3 separate regions of the Mus musculus genome follow, and regions 2 and 3 are each linked to region 1. The links are chromatin contacts, called in public HiChIP or PLAC-seq maps. All regions are on one chromosome and are shown on one strand. Each heading gives the region's core, a stretch centred on a gene start, on an enhancer-like site or on the middle of the called end of the contact. The rest is flanking DNA. Distances are from core to core; before and after follow the strand shown.

What was found. HiChIP or PLAC-seq counts read pairs in DNA pulled down with a chosen protein or histone mark.
Region 2: a contact with region 1 is called in an H3K27ac HiChIP or PLAC-seq map of embryonic stem cells, with 14 read pairs. The contact joins the enhancer-like site here to the promoter of Ulk4 in region 1. A contact is called at or near these places in 2 of 15 datasets of contacts at CTCF or cohesin (CD8 T cells and large pre-B cells), 6 of 484 Hi-C or Micro-C datasets (the G1E-ER4 cell line, bone marrow-derived macrophages, liver and 3 more), 27 of 115 datasets of contacts at active chromatin or transcription factors (the HPC-7 cell line, the SCID.adh cell line, bone marrow-derived macrophages and 18 more) and 2 of 9 other capture datasets (adipose tissue and liver).
Region 3: a contact with region 1 is called in an H3K27ac HiChIP or PLAC-seq map of embryonic stem cells, with 12 read pairs. The contact joins the enhancer-like site here to the promoter of Ulk4 in region 1. A contact is called at or near these places in 1 of 15 datasets of contacts at CTCF or cohesin (the NIH/3T3 cell line), 11 of 484 Hi-C or Micro-C datasets (the C2C12 cell line, the HL-1 cell line, liver and 6 more), 16 of 115 datasets of contacts at active chromatin or transcription factors (the 230-238 cell line, the HPC-7 cell line, the SCID.adh cell line and 10 more) and 2 of 9 other capture datasets (adipose tissue and liver).

What each region holds. Positions count from the first base shown.
Region 1 is chr9:121,274,850-121,278,894 of GRCm38.p6, forward strand. It overlaps Ulk4 (unc-51-like kinase 4), which reads right to left and starts at 2,323. Exons shown (of 37, transcript NM_177589.3): 1 at 2,211-2,323. Gm34655 (a long non-coding RNA gene) reads left to right here and starts at 2,898. Exons shown (of 2, transcript XR_003948091.1): 1 at 2,898-3,117; 2 at 3,890-4,045.
Region 2 is chr9:121,335,960-121,340,004 of GRCm38.p6, forward strand. It overlaps a transcript of Trak1 not described here. Among named protein-coding and RNA genes, the nearest start is that of Trak1, 29 kb to the right of the region's middle. Within about 2 kb of position 1,917, at least 106 of the 459 cell types and tissues checked have an H3K27ac peak or open chromatin away from gene starts, as enhancers often do. A contact at or near this core is called in the SCID.adh cell line, embryonic fibroblasts, embryonic stem cells and 5 more, where this site is marked.
Region 3 is chr9:121,312,368-121,316,412 of GRCm38.p6, forward strand. It overlaps a transcript of Trak1 not described here. Among named protein-coding and RNA genes, the nearest start is that of Gm34655, 37 kb to the left of the region's middle. RefSeq lists an enhancer at 1-2,580. Within about 2 kb of position 1,929, at least 370 of the 459 cell types and tissues checked have an H3K27ac peak or open chromatin away from gene starts, as enhancers often do. A contact at or near this core is called in the 230-238 cell line, the C2C12 cell line, the HL-1 cell line and 21 more, where this site is marked.

The sequences.
Region 1 (4,045 bases), core at 1,073-3,572:
ACTCCAGGAATGTTCAGGGAGAGCATTCTAAGTTACAGGCAGAAGCAGTAATGTCCGGAAAGAACTCAGGGTATAACCATGTGAACTAACAAATGACATCAGCTGAAACCCTTCCTCACAGCAAAGGAACCAGTCAGAGTGAAGGCAGCTCACAGAATAGAAGGACGGTCCTTGCTATCAATGCATCTCATAGAAGATTAATGTCTAACACACACACACACACACACACACACACACGCTCAAAAGGGCACCAAGAATATAAACTACCAGCGAACAAATGAGAAAAGGAAAAGAACAGATAGTTCTCAAAAGCAGAAAGACAGACAGCTTATAAATGAGTGAGAATATGTTCCTACCATCAGCCATCAGGGAAATGCAAACTCAAAACACGGGTACTCATCCCAGTCTGAACAGCTGCCATCAAGGAAGCACTGGTGAGGACATGTGCAAAGAAGGAGACTTGTGCAGAGAAGGTAGTATAAGCTTGTGCAGAGAAGGTAGTGTAAGAAACATTCTGGTCCATCAGTGGTGGCGCACACCTGTAATCCCAGCACTCAGGAGGCAGAGGCAGACAAATCTCTGCATTCGAAGCCAACCTGATCTATGGAGTGAGTTTTGGAACATCCAGGGCTAAACTGAGAAATCTTGGCTCAACAAACAAACAAACAAACAAACAGAAGGAGGAGTAGGAGGACAAAAGAAAAGAAGGAGAAGGGAGGGAGGGAGGGAGGGAGGGAGGGAAGGAGGGAGGGAGGGAGGGAGGGAGGAGAAAGGAGGAAGTTCTGGTTTATAAACTGCACCTAGAAGTGGGCAAAGAGTCACAGATAGGCAGACAAAGGCCAGGCTCTTGTGTTTTACAGTAAACCATAGGACATCAACATGGAGCATTCTCAAAAGTCAAATAGAATCGCCTACATGTCCAGTCATGCTACTCCTGTGTTCACAGACACACACACACACACACACACACACACACACACATGCACATACATGCACATGAACATCCAAAGGCAGCTCAGGCAGCATACACAGGGATACTTGGCATCTCTCAGAGCGCCACTCAGCTGTCAGGAAGAGTGGAATTACATCATTTTCAGGAAGATGAATTGAGTCAAAGTCATTGCGGTGATGCTATGAGGTAAGCCAGAGCCAGGCAGACAAACACTACATTATCTCTCTCTGGCAAAATTGAGTGGGAATATACAAAATAGTATATAACCTAGATTTAAACATATATCATATATGAGGAACGGGAGTAAACAGAGGACTACAGGGAAGAAAAATGAGCCTAAAGGGAGGAGAGGCAGGAACAAAGGGTCACGGGAGGCAGTAACGACACAACACCATGTTTCCTCTCATGCAAAATCAAGACATAAAAGTAGGTCCTGTGAAGCCACAAGACAACTATGAGAGGATGAGAAAGAGGACAAGCAGGAGGGGGTAAGAAGAGCAGAGGAAGATAGTGAGGGGCAGACATAAGGAAAACACAAAGACAGACATATAGGAAAATGTCGTAGTGAAGCCCTGAAACTGTATGATAGCTTAAGATGTCATTGTTACAAAAGAACATGGGGCTGAGAAGACGGTTCACCTGGTTAAGTGTTTACTCTGCAAGCCTGAGGACTTGAGTTCAAATACTCAACACACACATAGAAACCCAGTAATCCCAGCTTTGAAGGGCCTACACGGGAGAACCCCAGGAGCTCACTGGCAGGCTAGTCTAGTCTCAACAACCAGCCTCGGGCAGGGGAAAAAGACCTTGTCTCTAGGCAAAAGGCAGACAGGCCAGAGGAAGACACTCAACACCCTTCTCTGCCTGCACACACAGGAGCATCCACCAGTACACTCACATGCATGCGCGCACACTCTCTCACATGTGCAAGAAACCTTGTCAAAACTATCAGTGGACAGAGAGATGGCTCAGCCATTAAGAATACATACTGCTCTTGCAGAGGATCTGAGTTCTGTTCCCAGCACCCACTCCGGGTGGCTCACAACTACCTGTAACTCCAGCTCGAGGAAATCCAACACCATCTTCTGGCTTCCGCAAACACTCAACATGTGCACACGCACGTAAATAAACTTTTTTTTTTTTTTTTTTAAATAAGACTTTAGATAAGTTGCTGTCCTGGGGGAAGTGGTCGCGCCTCTGAGGAGGATGAAGCGGGTCAGAGATGTAACCAGGAATGGAGCCGCAGCTGCCCACCCACCTGCACGATGGTGGGGGACCCGAGTTGCACGCGCTCTGCCTTGCCACGGCGAGGCCACAGCTTGGACAGAGGAAACCGAGGCACCCGAAGACCTGGCCAACTCCCCTGGACGCGTGGGTGAGCCCTCTGCGTCACCATGACAACCTGCGAGACGCGGGGGGGAAAAAGAGCGGGACTTTGATTGGCTGATCGCTACCCAGAAGAACCCGGAAGTGAGCGAGTTTGCGCGCCCATCCAGCGACACTAAGGACCCCACGCCACTTCGAACATGATCTCGCTGGCCTAAGGGGACACTGGAAACTGGAAAGAGACCGGAATCGTGGGCAGTTCTCAGGTTTGCCCGGCGAGCATCCCTCGGTATTTGAAAGCCGCCATCCCATCTCCATGGCAACACAAGGACGGCCGGAAAAGACCCGGATGCTGCCTGGTTGAGCGCTTCCGGCGCTGTGGGCTGGGGCCGGAAATGAGAATCTTTGAGTACACCTAAGTGGCCTTGGGCACTCTAAAGCCAGTGCATCCTTTCTAGAAAGAGGTGGGAGAGATGGCGAGACTCACACAGCCCCACTGCAGGCCCTGCTTGGCGTTTACACGCCCCCTCGTCTCCATGACAGCAATAGGACGCCGGCGATGCAGGGCGCTGATTGGCTGAGATTAGGAGGCATGGACCGGAAGTGGCCGGAGATTGGCGTGGCTAGAGCCAGTCCCCTCCCCATCTGCGCGCCGATGCCTCTGAGCCTCCTCAGGAAACTTCTCGGTCTGGAGCCCGTTGGTCACTGCAGGCTCAGCGGACCGAGGTTAGGACGGATCGGCCTCTCTAGTCAGAGCGTGCAGTGGTGATCAGATCCCACCGGGAAGGCAGCATAATCGCGTGGTCCCAGCCTTCAAGCTGCCTGCGCCGCACATCTTGGTGGGTGGGACTTAAAGTCTTTCACGTCTGCCTGGTCCCAGAGCGTCACAGCTTTAGCTGTTTTGCTGTGTTTCCTTCTTAAACAGGGTTTCACGCTGTAGCCCAGGTTGGCCTCCAACTGGAGTCCTCCAACTTCCATTCTGATGTGAGAGCAGGCTGACAGTATCTATGGAAGGAAGAAAGCCCAACTCAGTTGACCAGAATCGGGCTAGAGATGGGGCTAAAGTTCCTTTTCTAGGTGGGGTGTGGCGGTGGGGAGATAGGACCCTACGTTTCTTGTTTTGTTTTGTTTTTTCGAGACAGCGTTTCTCTGTGTAGCCATGGCTGTCCTGGAACTCACTTTGTAGACCAGCCTGGCCTCGAACTCAGAAATCCGCCTGCCTCTGCCTCCCAAGTGCTGGGATTAAAGGCGTGCGCCACCACTGCCCGGCGGACCCCAAGTTTCTAAGGATAAACCAAGGTATAATTCCACCACAGCTCATGCGAGGGAACCAATGAATTTGTTAGGCTTACATACAGAGCCCGGATGAGGGCTTACAGACAGAAGCACTGCAAACCCAAAGCACTGGAAAAGTCTTCACCCAGTGTGGAAGATGGCTTCCCCATAGCCACAGGGGTGGCCCTCCCCTCCCACCCTCGCTTCTTCAGCCTGACTATCTAGGACCTCTCCAATACTCCCTGCTCCACAAGTAATTAGGAGAAAATATAAATGGCTGGGAGGAGCGGTCGGAAACCCAAGTAAAGATCCAAAGACCCTCCTGTCCTCTCCTAGGACGGAATGCCAATAGTCAACTGGACCTGCTGTGACGATCCTTGGCCTGCAACTCAGCAGTTGGAGATGGCATTTGTCTGACTTAGAAGGCCGTTGTGTTTGTGAGAGCATGTGAGTAAATGCCAGATGTGAGCCTTGGGTGTTGTCCTCTAGAGC
Region 2 (4,045 bases), core at 667-3,166, 61 kb after region 1:
TGTAGGTTGACCTGAGAAATGGGAGCACAAAAGACGAGGGGTCTGGGCGCTTCATTCTGCTTTCAGAACACAGCCCATGTGGCTGTCCAAGTATGTGTAGCTGAGACTGTTTTCTTATTAAACGTCTCCCCTTTCTAACCCTGTTCTGTGATTACAGCCACCTTGTGCCTTTGCAATATGATACTTAGAGCAGCCCTGGCTTGAGGAGATTGGTATTAGAGCCTCCGGAAGCCACAAGGAACATCAGTGTAGTCCAAGCACACAAGGAGTCAAAGATGTGTAAAAATAATAGCAGACCCCTCTGGGAAGTGGGGTGCATTAGGGGTGTGGTGTCCAACCTGTGTTGGAATTTGGGTGAGGGCTGACTGTTTCAGCCTTCTCTGTGTGGTCCCAGGATCCTCAGCACCACCTCAAGAGACTGTCAGATTCTTGAGTTAGGCATGCAGCTCAGTTGGTAGAGCACCTGCCTGGCACGCATGAGGCCCCGGGTCAACAGTTCCATATAAACCAGATGAGGTATCCTAGTGCCTGTGATCCTGATGTCGGGTTATGGGGTGTCCCACATCCACTCCGCCACAGGGCTCGGGACATGGGTGGAGGTGGGACACAGGAGTTTTGATTGTGCTTACCCCACGCTGGCGCCGGGCGGGTGTCAGGCTATGGGAAGCTTCAGGACACCCCTTTTGGGGGTGGGGGAGCGCAGTCCAGGGGACAGCCGGAGCTGGCTAGGGGATCTCCGGGCCTGTGTGGAGGACTGGGCTGTCTGGTTCTCAGGCTCTTGGATATCCAAGCACCACTGGGAGCCACAGAAGAGCTGAGAACGGAGTGGGGTCCCAGGGGCTGGATCTAGCCTGGAGCTGAAGGGGAAAAGAGGGGAGAACTCCTTGCTAGGTCCTGCGGGGAGGAGAGAGCCCTTGGCTTGTTTGGCTTGGCTTGGTGGGGACGGAGGCTGGGAGCACTGAGAAACCTTCTGTGGGAGATTAGGCAGCCGGCTCTTTAGGCAAAGGCCTGTTCCATTGCTCCCCATGGTGGATCCTGATGAAAAAGAGTGTCCATGGTTTTAAGACATTCATTGTCAATGGTGGAAAGTGGATGACTGAAAACCATACCGTACTTCTCAGGGCGGGCCTGAGGTTAAATACCTTTTGCAGGGAGGAGTGTCTGGGAAGGGGAGTTTATTGGCTCCAGGCCTTTAGGTACCTCACTAAAATGGAGATCTGTCTTGAGGCTGTGTGACCACAAGTCAGTCACATCTTCTACCTGTGGAGGGGCTTGGGGCATTGCCCTTATGTGACTGAAGGACACCAATCTATGGAGGGCTGCGGCCTCATGTTAGGAGCCTAGTGTCCTGGAGTGCGTCCTAGTACCATCCCTACAGGGTCACCGGGATTTCAAGCCTGTGCTCGACCAGGAACCAGGCTGCCTTTCACGGACCAACAACATCCTGGCACTTGGGAGGTAGAGGCAAGAGGGCCAGAAGTTCAAGGTTACTTAGGGGTTTGAGACCAGCTTGAGCTACACGAGAAACTGTCAAAAACTAACACAAAGGAGTGTTTTGCCTTCACTCAAACTTCCTTGACCTGGGTAGGACTCAGCATCTGTGTTTTATAAGCCTCCTAGGGTGGTGTGTGTGTGTGTGTGTGTGTGTGTGTGTGTATGTGTATGTGTGTCCAGTGCTTACTTCCTGGCTTCCATGGACTTGAAGGTGGGTGCAGGGTGGAGCTTCTAGGGTAGGTGGGTTCTACTCAAGTCTGGAAGGAAGGTGTGGAGAACTCCCCTGAGGCCTCTCCAAGGCCGAGTTGCTCTTTCACAGTTGGCTCTGAGCCTGCAGATTCTTTCCTCCAAACAATGCCTGCTTCTCTGCATTCTTGTTCCCCGAGGCTGTGCTCAAACAATGGGGCTCTTTCTTCTCCATTGGAGTCTGCCCCGTGGGCCTTATGGGTGCTGTCTGCCTGATTTTATCTCATGTTGACTGTTATTATACTGTGATAGCCTGGCTGGGCTTTTCATTGTGGGGATAAAGGGAAACAATCTGTCTACCATCCCTAAGATTCACTCTGAGAGAATGCCAGGCCCAGAATAAGGGATGGGATTGGTGGTGTGGGTAGGATGTGTGTGTGTGTGGGTGTGTGGGTGTGTGTGGGTGTGTGTGTGTGTGTGTCCGTCCTGGAGCACACTGAAGTGGTGTGCTGCTATAGCAGTGATGGCAGGTGGCGTTTGCTCTGTACCAAGTACTGTGCTAAGCACTTTGGCATGATCGTGGGATAATTTAGTTTTAGTCCACCCTTTGACTAGAGAGTCTCAGTTTGATCCTTTGACTTATCTGGTGTCCCGGCCCAGGAAACTGAGGCAAGAAAGGGCAGGTGCACGCTGGATAGCAAGCAACTTCTATTTTATTCTAGCATCATGGGTAGCCATGGGTTATTGAGGAATAACCTGGCCCCTGTGTAGTTTGGATATAGGTTGATGTGCACGGGGTTGGGGTGGGGGTGTGTGGAGAGGTGGGGATGGGATATTTAAAGGTGTGGCCTATGGAATGTGTGAAAAGAACCCAGAGCAGCATTGTGGGACCCTTGAGCATTTTGGGTAGCCACAACATGTCCAATCTGGGACATAGAGCCTTGAGAACTGTGGCCCACAGGGAGCTTGTTTCTTTATAAGCTGCCCAGCCTCGAGTGTTTCATTGTGGTAACCAAATATGGACTAGTACCTCAGGCCACCTGCTGCCCGAGCCTGGGATTTCACAGACCTCACCTGCTTCCTGGCAGAAGAAATGTTCCACAGAAAAGTTGATCCCTAATTCATATGTGCACACGTGTGTGTAGAGACCATGTGTGCACATGTGTGTAGAGACCAGATCTCACCCTCAGCTGTTGTTCCTTGGTCCCTCTCTATCTTGTTTTGCAGAGAAGATCTCTCATTGGTCCAGAGCTCATCAAGCAGGCTGGACTGAGCTTCAGGGACTCACCATTCCTGGGCTCTCTCACCATGTGTGCCATGGTGTCTGGCTTTTTACATGGGCACTGGGGATTGAATTCAGGACCTTGCAAAGTGAGCCCTTTGCCAGCTGAGCTTCTCCAGCCTCCTTAGTATTTGTTTTTGTTTTTGTTTTTGTTTTTGTTTTTCTTTTTTTTTTTTTTTTGGGGTTTTTCGAGACAGGGTTTCTCTGTATAGCCCTGGCTGTCCTGGAACTCACTTTGTAGACCAGGCTGGCCTCGAACTCAGAAATCCACCTGCCTCTGCCTCCCAAGTGCTGGGATTAAAGGCGTGCGCCACCACGCCCGGCTTGCTTTTTTTTTTTTTTTAAATAAATTGACAAAATGACTTCCTAGTCTTTATTACTGCTGTACTTCTCAGTGTAGTTGAAAATGTTGAGTGTGTTATACGGCAGGAATTCTGTGTATTGTGGAAAGTGGAAACAGCGGGGGACATTTTATTCGCTTGAATAGATAAAGGTAAGTCAGCCAGAGATGAGTCATCCCAGGTTTGAGATTGATTATCGTCAGGAATCTCTCTGGACATTTGTTAATAATGTATCAGAGGTGAGCCCAGAACCAGAGACGCCGGGAACTTTCTTCAGATGATCTCACAGAAGGACAGATGATGAAGACCTCTTCCTCCTCCTCCTCCTCCTCCTCGTCTTCATGTGTGTCTGTGTGTATCTATCTCTGTCTGTCCCTGTCCCTCTCCTCTCCTCTCCTCTCCTCTCCTCTCCTCTCCTCTCCTCTCCTCTCCTCTCCTCTCCTCTCCTGTCCATCTCTTGTAACCACCCCAAACAAGCAGAATATACCCCAGGGAAACTGCCTAACTTTTCCCATAGGTGCAAGAAAAGTTTTGGAAGGAAAAAAGACAGTTTAATTGAGACATAGTTGCTGTACCGTGTAGTTCATTTGCTAGAGTACATCATTCAGGCTGTGTGGATGGACGGTCACTGGGTAAGATGCTTGCTGTGCAACTGTGAGGGTCTCAGCTTAGATCCTTGGATCACGTAAACTGACTCCTGAGATTGTCTTTTGACTCCAGATGCATGCTGGGACATGCTTAC
Region 3 (4,045 bases), core at 679-3,178, 37 kb after region 1:
TAACTCATGTATGACTTAAACGAAGACGGCAGCACCACCAGGTCTTGGTGTAGAGTGCTGTTTGATGGTTAATCATTACCCACCTTTCAGCTAGCTGTGTAATTGCTATGGGTATAATTACCTGGTAGACAGGGGTGGAATTTGGTAATTTGTTAACCTCAAGACTGCATGCGTGCTATTGTGTGTTACTGAGTGTGGTTTTGCAAAGGGCCTTTTGTCTTTCTCTAGTGAGTGAGAGATGCCCATCTGGCAGTCTGGATCTGTTGCCCCAGAGTCAGCACCTCTTCCGGTTGCCATAGAGACAACCTCAGCACCACTAGGCATCCCCTCCTATGGATTCCTGCTAGGGTTCCCGATCCTGTGCCTAGGTGCAGTTTCTGAAAATGCTGGAAGGTCTTTCAAAGTGCAGGGTGGTGGGGTCAGTTTCCAGAGCAGATACTAGTCAGGGTGAAACCTCCCAGGCTTATACCCTCATTGGTCTGTTCACCGCTCTGCCCCCTTCCCAGGTCTGGAGGGCTTACACTCTAGCAGTATTCCTGGTCTATGGGAAATGAGCTCTGGGCTGGCCAGACCCAGTCACAGGGGCTCCTGGAGGGGCTGTTCACTATGCCACAGGACTTTCTGCCCTTTCCTAATCAGTTAGGAATTGCCTCCTTCCCTCTGTCCTTTCTTTGTTCTTTAAGTTGTGTGTACATACTCTTGAGTGTGTGTGTGTCTGTCTGTGGCAGTTAGGGGCTGATGTCTAGGCAGATTAACTTTAACTGGCAGAAAAAAACAAGCCTGTATCAATGCCTTTCTCAGTCTCTACCTCATTCATTTATTCATTCATTAATTCACTCACTCATGTGCATGTGTGCTCATCACGGGGGCCCTTGCCTTTTATCATGTGGGTCCCAGGAATCAAACTCAGGTCATCAGGCTGGGCAAATGCCTTTACTGGCTGAGCTATCTCAAGGGGTTTCTGCTTTATTTTTTGAGACAGGGTCTTTCATTAGACCTGGGATATCCTGTTGTGCTTTATAAAAGGAAAAGAAGGCAGGGATATGTTTGGTGGAGTCGTGGTATAATGTGGGGGAAGGGGGTGCCTCTGAGGGCCCATGCTGAGGCATTACTTTCTTGCTCCTCCCCCCAGTCCACCTCCCACCCCCACTCCTGCCCCAAGGTACCATCCACACTACCGCATAGTTTATGTAGGGCATGGGGAGGGGAGTTGATGGGGTAGTAAAGACAGAGAAAGGTGGGGGGGGAGTAGAGGCCGACCATGAGCGCGTGGAGGGGGGGGGGAGGGAATGGGGTGAGAGGGGGAAGAGCAAGAGGAGAAGAGAGCAAGAGAGTGAGGAGGGGGGCAAGCAAGCAGCCCCTTTTATAGTGAATCAGGCACACCAAGCTGTTGCCAGGCAACTGTGGGGCGGAGCCTAGACAAAATGCCAACACTGTCCCTGTGGGTGCTGGGACTCAGACTCAGGTCATCGTGTTTGTGAAGCACTGTACTCGTTGAGCACTCTCCAGTCTCAGCACTTTCATCCTTACTTGTAGACGTGCACACAGCTATTTGGATATACCATGTGGCTGTTACTTTGAGAAGTTGGCTATTTCAAGGAATTGATCCATTCGCCAGCATATCGTAACCCTCTAGATGGCATCGAGCCCTGAAGCGATGGGCCCACCTTTCTCCCCACACTTGCCTTTCATGCTAAGGCCGTGTCTATTCAGGGGAATTGTTGGGTCTGAGCGTCTCAGCTCAGGAAAGCGGCAGGAGTGGCTTCTGGAAGGAAGAAAGAAGGCCCCGAGGGAAATAAAGACTAAGTGTGGGGGAGGGCTGGACTTTCCCACCTCCCTGGAGGAGGGGCGGCAGAGGAAGGAGGCAGACGTGGTCACGTGGGGGTGAGCTCATTAGTCCTGGGACACCAGCTGCGCTATTCTTAGGGCGGTTTCCAGTCGTGGACAGATGTTCTTAGGCGCGGTTCCAGCCAAGCTCACTTCCCGCAAATGGTATAATACAGGGTGTGGAAAAGTCGGGGTTCACTCTGGTAGATAGTTTGCCCAGGCAACAGTGCCTTTTTTTTTTAACCACAGAGTTTTCCCTTTTCCGTCTTTTTATTTTTCCTGTCTTTCTCTCCGTTACTTTTCTCTGTTTTCTCTTCCCTGTCCTTCTCCACCTCTCCCTCTCTCTCGACCCTATTTTCCAAGTTCTCTTTCTGTCTGTCCTTCTTCCCCATCCCTCCCACTTCCGTGTGAAACTTGGTCGCTGCGGGACACAAAGCCTGTCCGTCCTGATCAACTGTGAACCTCAGCCTTGCTTAGATAGTGTCAGGTGTGCTGGGAGGTCTGGGGGTCACCCTGGGTGAGAGCTGTTAAGTTACAGGAGCCTGGTTTGAATTGCAGGTTGGTATCTTCCTGTCCTCAGAGTGTGGCAGCAGGCTGAGAAGTAAGCCTGGGGCAGAGGGGACAAGCTTGTGTGACATTAGCCAGCTGGTCATATTTTCTGCTGCTGTCCTGGGTCCAATCACAGCCTCCACAGGACAGACTCGCTGTTACACTGTTCTCACTGTCGGAGGCTTTGAGGCAACATATCCCGGGCGTGGCCTCTCCGTGGACGCTCCCTAACATTTATTTCAAAGTGCAGGAGTCTTGATCGGTTTAAGTTTGTAACTGTAGCAGAACTTCCTGATTATACACACAACATAAGGAAGTGGTCTGTGTACAAATGAGGGGCGTTTCTGACTAATTGTGGTCACAGCTGCCCGAAGACAATTTTAAAGGAGAATTTCAAAGACAAGTCAGTATATCTGCTTAGAAAAATACTTATGGATTTAAAATTATTGTTGAATTGTTAAAATAAAAATCAAAGATTTGGGGTTAGGAGGAAGCCCCAGACCTGACTATGTGGTGAGATGAACAAATACTGAGCCCAGCAACTGAATTCTGTGGTCCGTTCCTTTTCATTTGGGGACCGAGTCTTTGCCTTTCCTAACTTTCCTGTGTCTGGATCATAGATTATAAGGCTTCTGCTTGAAGTTGCTCCTCCTCTTCTTAACATCCGTGAGCTGGACCAGAGAAATGGCTCAACAATTCAGAGCACTGGCTGCTCCCCCATAGGACCTACAACACATACACGTCACACACACGCATACCACCCACACTCACACATATGATTATATGCATATCACATATACATACCACACATAAATACACATTACACACACACTCATACCACATACATTCACACACAGATCCCACACATACACATCATACACACACACACACACACACACACACACACACACACTAATATACATTCCACACACATTGCCCACACATCACATATACATACGTGGGTGCACACACATGTGTGTTGGAGCTAGGGGATTCCTGGCAGAATGGAGAGGGGTCCAGGCTGGTGTAAAGTGGTTTAACTGTGAGTTGCTGAGTGTCAAGGACAGAGCTACTCAGCATCTAGGGAGAAGAGAGTAGTGGGCAGGTGACACAGGTGTCTTTGGGAAGGGTAGGAGTAAGCAGAGACTGAATAATGGAAGTGGATCATGGGAACTGTGCAGGGAGAGGTTCCCAGAGCCAGCAAATAGTAAGTGGCAGGACTAGGCAGGGCCATTGTGACTGGCTGAGGCCTGGAGTCCCTAGGGAGGTGATATGGAGGCAGAGGGACCTGGTGGTGGTCAGGGCAAATAGACACCCACATCCCACTTTGACTTGCCTGGTGAGAACTTAGATTATGATCAGAGTATGATAGGAAGTTGCTCAGGGGAGCACCATGGCCCTGTTGCTATGGAGAGCCAGGAGAGTGAGGCAGAACAGGCTCCAGGAGGAGGACTTCAGAGGGAGGGTCATACTGCAGGCTGTGGGGACTCAGGGCATCTGGCTGTGGACACCGAGAGCCTAATGTGAGGACCGGATCCATGTACCTTCTTAATGGAGTTTGTGATGTCAGAGCGTGTTTACCTTTAGTGGTGATGGTGGTTTGACAGTAGGTGTTCTGTGTAATTGCTAATCAGGCATTTAGCAAAGAAGGCTTAGTGACAGATGCATC